Regions from separate parts of the Mus musculus genome. Here region 1 is linked to region 2. A link is a contact called in public HiChIP or PLAC-seq data. All regions are on one chromosome and are shown on one strand. Each heading gives the region's core, a stretch centred on a gene start, on an enhancer-like site or on the middle of the called end of the contact. The rest is flanking DNA. Distances are from core to core; before and after follow the strand shown. Region 1 overlaps Srgap2 (SLIT-ROBO Rho GTPase activating protein 2). Region 2 overlaps Rassf5 (Ras association (RalGDS/AF-6) domain family member 5).

Region 1 (4,405 bases), core at 926-3,425, 300 kb after region 2:
TACACTATGTTGTTTAGGGAATGGTGGCAAGAAAAAAGTCTGTATATATTTAAGACAAACTCAATTATCATAAACCTATTTAGAATACGAGGTGAACAATGCTCCAAATAAATGCTACAGAGAGGTTATGTGAAATAGCAGGAGTGGGATATACTGTGATTTTATTTCATTAGCCAGGCACACAGGAACTCAATGCACAAGTAAAATTTTTCTTTGTGGAGTTTCCTGGAGCTTTTTGCCTTTTGTGGAAGAAAGATAGTCTTGCTAGGCAGTCTAAGCTTTCCCACTTGTGGCCCTTCTGCCTCAGCCTTCTCAGGCTCCATTTTCCCACCTATCTTTAGCATGTGGTTGATTGAATATGCATCCACGGTTATGAAAAGCAGACCTTCTGAATCCCACCAGTGACTGGCCTGGCACCCTGCAGTCACTAACTCACAGGCAAGTTCTTAAGACTGCTTGAACAGGAAGGTTTTGTTTGTAAAGACACTTTCTTGCCCAGATTCTCTACTACATACCTTTCTCTGAATTTCAGTCCAAGAACACTTCCAAAATAACAACTCTGAGCTTCACCATACTCAAAAGAACTAATCATAATCTGGAAGATTAAGCAAGATTAATTCTTTAGCCTACTTCCTTCCAAATTTCTTATAGAAAGTTATCTACAGTGGAATCCTTGCTGTCTCTCAAATCAAAGCTACCAGTTTGGGGACGGAGTAAGGACAAGAAAAATTTAGTAGCAATAGTAAACCAGAAAACCTAAGTGTGACATACTCTAAACCAAAGTATGCTCTTATAACCACCTGGAAATTATTTTGCCTGAGGTCTATATACTTCCCTTAACTCAGGTATGGGAATCTACAGGAGCTACTCATAGTGACTTTCATGGATTTTCTGGCTTACAGTTTGTTGTTGCTGATTTGAGGTACAGGTGATTAACTCAGAATCTTATACATGCTAGGTAAATTCTCCATCTGCGGGCAATTGATTGTCTTCATTTTACCTTCCCCTCTTTCTCATCAAATGAAGACACCTACTGGCTAATTCATAGCATCAACAGAACATTGTCTGAAATATTAAGAGCATAGAGACCTTGAATAATCAAAGCACATAGTTAACATAATTAAGAGCATTCTGTTAACTAAGTAAATGGTTTTCAAGTCTATAGGCAGTATTTTCCCTACACTTGTTTCTCAAAACTTTTTATCAATGGTGAAAGAGATGCCAAGTTTCTCTGTACCACTGTTAAGATAAAAAATTTCTGTTCTTTCATGATCTTTTGGAGTAGCCAGATAAATGTGGTATCTAGAATAAGAAAAAAAGGGGAAATGAGATTGTCTTTTTATACATAAAGCAATGAGGAAGTGCAATGGTTTTATATCCAGGCCTGGTCCTTTTCAGAGAATGTACTTGGAGGAAATGCCATAGCAGGCCCTCTGAAGACACCCATCTTTTATCAGGTTCAAATTAAAGATGTATCTTTTTATTAATACCCTGATGGTGTGTAATTGTTAGTATTAAATAATAAGTAGTGATATATATTTAACTTACTTAATCTAGATCAAGTTAAACCAATGATCATCTGAGGACAGTGACAGGTGTGTGTGTGGGGGGGGGGGTTCCAGGAGGATGCAACCTGGGCAAATTACTCTCTATCTCACATCAGACAGAGAAGCCAAATGATTAGACCATTAACAGACATTAATATATTCAAGTCAATTAATCTGTAGCCATTGAGTGACCAGAAGTTGTCTATACTTTCTAGCTACTCACTGTGGTTTGCTATAGTTACGCATCATGCATTTCAAGTCCAGCCTTTTAACTTTTAAAGTTCAATGGAATTCAAGCATAATGACAAAGTCTGAACAAAAGAAAGGGTATTTAAATTGCTGAAGGTTTAGACCACTTAGTCTTTCTCATCAGAAGCTGAACCTTCCAAATGTGAGAAAAACAGTTCCCTCTACCAAGTGGATTTCTACACAAGAGATGGGCCAAGCGGGAGATCGTTTCTTAATATTTAATCTCCTTTCTCCAAGATCTTTTAAAAAAGAGGCATCTCTTCCTCCATCTCAATATAGGAGGATAAATTTCTACCCAAACAGGAAGGTCTGGAGGATGCTACCAGCTGTCATGAGTTTCCCTATGACTTGAAGACTCTTGGCTCGAGCCATCCTGAAGCATCTTGTTTCCTGTTCTCTGGGTTACAGCCCAGGCCAAGAATAGTACTCCATTCATGCTACTGTGTACACATCCTTTTTATTTGCAGTTTTCTCTTAAATATGTGTAAAACCCTGTTCTTGTACATTATCCAAGGTAAATGGAAATATTTTTTAAGTAGGCACAGAGCAACAGATTTATTTCCTGCCCAGTCTATCAAAAAGCACTGCTTGGGGGAATTCCATTCCAGAGCTAAGACCCATAGGAACTGAGGGGCCATAAGCACCCTATCTACAGCTCCAGACAGACAGACAGCAACAGGACAGCAAAACATAGCATATCCACATCCACCCAGAACTTTATATCTCTGGACATGTTCTGAGCCTAAAAAAGGTCAGGAGGCTGTAAAATTGGTCTCTTTTAACAGGTCAAGCAATGTGAAATCACCTACAAAATGCTGATCTCATTGTTAACCAAAACAACCCTAAAAATCAAGTAAGATTCGTGCTGATAAGCAAGAATGCAAAATCCACTGTTTCCCAACCATCTCTATTCCAAACAATTTCCTATATATCTTTAGTGCTCAAACAATTTGCAGAACACCTTGTGTTTTTTGTTGTTACTGTTATTCTTATTGTTGTCAGGTTTTGGGTGGGGGGATTGTTATTGTTATTCTTGTTTGTTTTTGTTTTTGAAACAGGGTCTCACTTTGTAGTCCTGGCTGGCCTGCAACTTGCCATGTAAACCGACCAGACTGTTCTCTCAAACTCAAGTGAACCGACTTGCAGGAGAGCCTGTAAGCCACAGGCCTGGCACTGTTAAGAGATATCTACTCACTCTCTCATTTACTCCACATCCATATTCATAGTCCTTCCTGGCCCTTGAGCCCTTACAGAACTGCCAAGTGAACAGGCAAATAGAGCAATATGAAAACTATTATTAATGAACAAGTACCAAGTCAGAACTCTCTTCATGCCTCTGGTCACCTCGTTATTTGTATGTATGCCTCTAATTAGATGATGCACATTTAGGGCATGAATTTGTCCTTGAATACTCAGAATTCAGCATTTAAACAGTGTTTCTGTTGTGCGTGTATGTGAGTTGAGTTGTGTGTAAGCATATGCACACAGAAGAGAAGTATCTCTTCTGGCACCTGCAGAAGCCAGAAGAAAAAGTCTGACTCCCTGGAGCGGAAGTTACAGGCAGTTAGGAAGCACCAGATGTGAATGCTAGGATGCAAACTCCAGCCCTCCTGAAAGGGCAGGAAGCTTTCTTAACCAGTTGTCCAGTCCCACAGCACTTGTTTTACACAGCCCATTCTAATTGATGTTTCTTGGATTATTGAATGACTCGTAGAGACTGAGTAGGCTCTTTGTAAAATAAAGTGAATAAGCAGCATTTCTGCTAGGGAAAAAAACCTTTCATTTTATACTTCAGACTAGACTACTAATTATAGCACAACACTGGAAGAAAATAGAAGGCTCCTGATTATAGAACTACAAAGAAAAGGGGGATACAACACACTACGCATTGTAATAATAAAAAGAAGACTGAGATTGCATGGTAAAATCTGCTCCTAACTAGGACTGCCGCATCTTTCTGAGTTTAACATTTTAAATCTTTAACTGACTTTCTTTGCTTGGTGAGTACAGAAAAATATAGTAAAGGAAGTACAAGGGTTCTATGATTTAAAGCAAGGGAGGACAAACTCAAACCACCACACTTCTTGTTGGTCATTTAGAAAGGCATCCATTGACAGGACAAATGAACAGGCACTATTCGCCTCTGGGGAATGGGATTACCTTTTATGGATTCAATAAGGTGTAAAAAAATTAATATCACTCAGATAAGCAACAAAATGGGTAATTAAATGTTAAATTAAAGAATCAAGATGACTGCTAGGTCTTCAGAGTTTAAGAACACACAGAGACACATGTGAGGAGAGCAGTCACTAAGTCACCCTTTATTATAGCCACTTTTTCTTTTCCTTTTTTTTTTTTTAAGATTTTATTTATTTTGTGTATTTGAGTACACCACCACTGTCCTCAGACACACCAAATCAGAAGAGGGCACCACATCCCATTACAGATAGTTTCGAGCCACCATGTGGTTGCTGAGAACTGAATTCAGGACCTCTGGAAGAGCAGTCAGTGCTCTTAACCACTGAGACATCTCTCCAGCCCCTAGAGCCACTTTTCTAACAGAAAAAAAAGTGGCTGAAAGTAAATCTCAAAGGAGTTTATCTTGGGTT
Region 2 (4,240 bases), core at 979-3,478:
GTTTCAAGCTCCACCCTGCTGCCCACCTTCTCATGAACCAGTATACCGAGCATACTCTGCACACCTCTCAGTTGGCTCTAGCTGGTCAGGCTGAAGCCTCCGCTGGGAGAAAGGACTGAGACTCCAAGCTCCTTGAGCACAAGGGAGGATTTCACGGTGGGCCTGGTCTAATCCCCACACTAGATAATAAGAACCTATGGTCCACAGAGAGAGAGAGAGTGGGGGAAGCAGTTCTGGAGCTGGCACAGCAGAGTGCAGACGACAGCTGCTCCAACTCTCCCAGCCCCAGGCCTGCGGCCCGCAGAGAGCACAGCCTTCAGTGCACCCTTCACTAACACGCCTTTGTAGACTCGAGACCACCCTGAGCTGTCCTGGTTGAAATGAATGTAGAGCCCTATCTGCCCTGGTCTTCCATGACTCCATTGACCAACCCCCCCCTCTCCCCCCAACTCCTCCAAACAACAAAAACAACCCCACTCTGAGCCTCTCCTCCATTCCATCACTCCCTAAAGACCGCATCCCAAGTATTCTGGGCTTGGAAGATTTCTGCCTGATTTGACAACATTTTTGCCAGGAGTCTAACATGGTTAGACCCCCTTTGGAGAAAGGAAGTCAGCATTTTAGGAGAGAAAGGTGGTTCAAAACTGTCTATGTCTAGTAGAGCCCAGAGTTTGAGCTTACTGGGCCTTAGGAAAAACTAGGTGGGGCCTGAACACAGTTTCTGTGTTTGACACCCACCCCCATGCCAGCCCTATTTCCACAAAGCAAATGAAATCCTTCCCACAGGCTTTGCCCTGTGCAGGTTGTAACTTGCTTCCCTGTGATGCGCGCCCCACTGATGATCCTGGGTTAAATGCTGAGCCTCTGGAAGTCCTGCTGCCCCACCTACACTTTGCAGTTAAGACAGCAGCACCCATCTGGCCAGAACTGGTTTTTGTAAAGGGCCCAGACATACCTCCACCTCTCCAGTTTCATTCTCCTTTAGCACAAAGCTGAGAACATCGGTGTCAGGCCCAGCGAGCAGACGAAGGTAGAGAGGATAGTCAGCAATGGAGAGTTTCTGGAAGAGCACTGCAAGCAGAATGAAGGGCTGGGTGCTCATCTCAAATGAGGACAGGGTGGGGTCGGGCTCAGAAATGCACAGGTTGGCCAGATGACTGGAAATAGTCATGGTGGTTCTAATGGGCGTGGACCTGACACGGCAGTGGTGGCTCTGAGCCTTCCATCCATTCCTGCCATTTGAGAGGCACTACCTTCATTCCCATATGGCAAAGTTTAGCCATATTTCCATTTACAACATCTTCCAGAGGAAGAGGAGCAGTGGGCGGACTCCTTCCCATTATAGAGATTAGGAGCCCAGAGCCCAGGGTGTGTCTTTCCTGTGTGTGCATGGAGCTGGGCACAGTAGGCATGAGCTGCCTGGTCCTGCCCAGAGCCTGTGCTTGGCCCTTCCATGAATCCTGCTGCCTGGAAGCCTACACTTCCCACCCAGGACTGATAGTGAGGTTTAGTGACTGTGGGCATTAGCAGACTAGGGAGAGGTCAGAAACTCATACCTTGTCCATCTTTGTGTATCCGCTTAAAAAGTGCAAACTTCTGTGGGTTGTCCACAACCATGAACTTCTTGAGCAGCCCCTGGATGACCTCACTAACCGTGGTGGTGCTGCTGATATGTAGCTGCTTGATGGCATCGAGTGGCAGGTAGAAGGAAGTCCGCTTGTCTGTGGTGGCTGCAGGGTTCACTTCCTTAATGGCATCATAGATGGACTGGGGCCGGATCCCAGCGGGCACCGTCACTGGCCGTCGGAGCTTCAAATGCACTTTGATGAAACCTGTGTAGGTGCCATCTTCACTCTGCAAGTGGGAGGCACTGCTGATTCTGTCTGCCCAGTTCACTCTGGGTTGTAAACTACAGAAGACCTGACAGGTTACTCCATCCAGCCTGCCTGAGTCCCTTCCCAAGTCTCCTGTCTAGAAGTGCAGGAGGAAGTTCACTCTCCTCATGGGCCAGGAAGTTTTTAACTAGGCCACTCCAACCCTTTACCAGATAGGTGCCAATGGCCTTTGTTGGGTCTCATTCTAAAGGCAGAGCCTGCAGCCTCCTCTCTACCTCTGAGGGCATCAAAGCCCTCAGAGACCCAGCCCAACTCCAGCCTGACTGATAGCTGCATTTTCTGAGGCTCTTGAGTGACTTGGAAGCCCCAGGGAGCCAGTTGCTGCCAGTCACCAGCAGGGGGCAGGGCTCGCCTGATGTCACCACTTAAAGACAACTGTACATGTCAAGATCTCTTAAGCACGGGCTTGGGCGTGGAGATCTCTATTTCATACTGAAGTAAGGAGAGGTTAAAGTTTGCCAAAGTAGCCAGAGAGTGAATGGAACAGAGGTTGTATCTGGAGTCTATTCTAGAGCCCATTCCATTTCTCTGGATCCCTGAGGTCACAGAAAGCTGGGCCTGGACAAAGGAGAGTGAGCTGTAAGGGAGTCGTAGTTCCTGTGGAGGCAGGGCTGAAAAGATGTTGGGTAGGGATGGACAGGCTCTGCTTACCAGCTTCATGCCCAGGCAGTGCTTCTCCCTGCTGTTATAGCTGTCAATCTTCTGCTTGATCTCCTGTATCGTGGGCGGGTGCTGTGTCTCCTCCACTGCCTTACAGACATTCTGGAACAGACAGGTGGCAATGTGTACAGTGGCTTTCAGGATACAGAGGGCAGTAAGCATACCTCCCAAATGCCCCTCTGGCTAAGAAAGAAGTGCCAGCATGAGCAGTAAGAGGCCAGCCACTCAAATCTCTCTCAGCCTCAAGCTTCCTCACCTATGACATGGAAATAATACCTAGCCCAGACTGGCTGAGAGACCAGTGTCTGTATGCCCCATACCTAGGCACTGGCCATCAACTCGGTGAGTGGGACGTGGCCTGTCCGTGTCCAAGAAGCGATAAGCTACAAAGGTGTGAGTGAGTACATGCTAAAAAACGATAGCCAGGGACCAAGGGCACATCCCGCCTGCCAGTCAGCTCATGTCACTGGCAATAAGCTTTGCTCATAACATGTGATGATTTGTCAAGTGAATGAACTGTTAGGGACAGTTCATTCAGGCACCTCCTCTATACACTAAGGATTCAGCTATCTCCACATCTCACAGACCCAAACTTCCTGATTCCTGATTCTCCAGGTGAGAACACTGGGACTCTGCATTTACCAGCTCAATACCCCCATCCCCATGTGCAGAACAAGCCAGAAATCCCACACCTGTCCTGCTGTGGTCTCCCCGCATCACATGATTCGATCTGACAGAGTTCCCTGCTTTATCTGTGACCCGCCAGGAAAATGGAAGAAGGAACTTAAGGTCAGTATCCCTTGCAGTATGGTACCGGTGGATTCTGAGATCTCCACAGGTCTTTTTCACAGGTCCGTTCTCTGGACTTCCCTCATGTTCAGGGTCATTTCCCAGTTTGTCTTAATGCTCCCCAAAGTGGCTTGGAGTGCAGGGAGCCGGTAGGTGAAAATTCTCCCAGAATTATTCTGATCTTAGAAACCCAGCAGACTTGGGCAGTCAGGAATCATCTCTAGTACATCAGACAGCAGATGCCCAGAGAAGGATGACTCGACAGCATCTGATACCTGCTTGGGGTTTGGTTTGAAGAATTTTACAACGGTTTCCACATCACACTGTCCCCACCACCAAGTGAAGCACAGTGGGGTGCTCACCAACAGAGCTCATGCCTGGCCTTTCCCTTCAGCATGCCCATTTGTAGGACTTCATCACACGCACAGCACATCAGCACTTCCTCCTCCCACTCGCCAATCCTATAGGGCACAGGAAACTGCCAAGAGCAGTGGGCATTGCTGGGTCTGTATGGCTCCACCTTCCCAGCCCTCCACAGAGACGAGCCGACATCCTCTTTCATTCGAGGCTCTTGCATGGTCTGCTCCTGTGCACTTTTCACCCACAGCTCCTGATGGTAACTACTGGGTTGGTGGTCCAGATACCTTCTCTGACACACTACCTATGGCATTCCTATTGTAAGATCATGAACATAGAAAATAAATATGCTGATAGCCCATTGCTAGTGAGTAGCCAAGTAGGAGCAAGAATGAAGTCCATATAAGCATGGAGTCAAGTTCTCAACTGAGCATGTGGCCACCCTAGGGCAGCCCCTTCTGCTATCGGGATCAGCACCCCACCACACCAGTAATGGTCACTGAACTTTAACACTGCAGGCCTGGGATGAACAGATGATA

The links. HiChIP or PLAC-seq counts read pairs in DNA pulled down with a chosen protein or histone mark.
Region 1: a contact with region 2 is called in an H3K27ac HiChIP or PLAC-seq map of microglia, with 4 times the contacts expected there. The contact joins two enhancer-like sites. A contact is called at or near these places in 2 of 115 datasets of contacts at active chromatin or transcription factors (microglia and regulatory T cell precursor).

Annotation. Positions count from the first base shown.
Region 1 is chr1:131,480,281-131,484,685 of GRCm38.p6, forward strand. All of the region lies in intron 2 of Srgap2 (SLIT-ROBO Rho GTPase activating protein 2), which reads right to left. Among named protein-coding and RNA genes, the nearest start is that of Srgap2, 45 kb to the right of the region's middle. Within about 2 kb of position 2,176, at least 26 of the 459 cell types and tissues checked have an H3K27ac peak or open chromatin away from gene starts, as enhancers often do. A contact at or near this core is called in microglia, where this site is marked.
Region 2 is chr1:131,179,598-131,183,837 of GRCm38.p6, forward strand. Rassf5 (Ras association (RalGDS/AF-6) domain family member 5) reads right to left here. Exons shown (of 6, transcript NM_018750.4): 3 at 2,547-2,657; 4 at 1,557-1,854; 5 at 956-1,071. It also overlaps a transcript of Eif2d not described here. Among named protein-coding and RNA genes, the nearest start is that of Eif2d, 29 kb to the left of the region's middle. Within about 2 kb of position 2,229, at least 33 of the 459 cell types and tissues checked have an H3K27ac peak or open chromatin away from gene starts, as enhancers often do. A contact at or near this core is called in microglia, where this site is marked.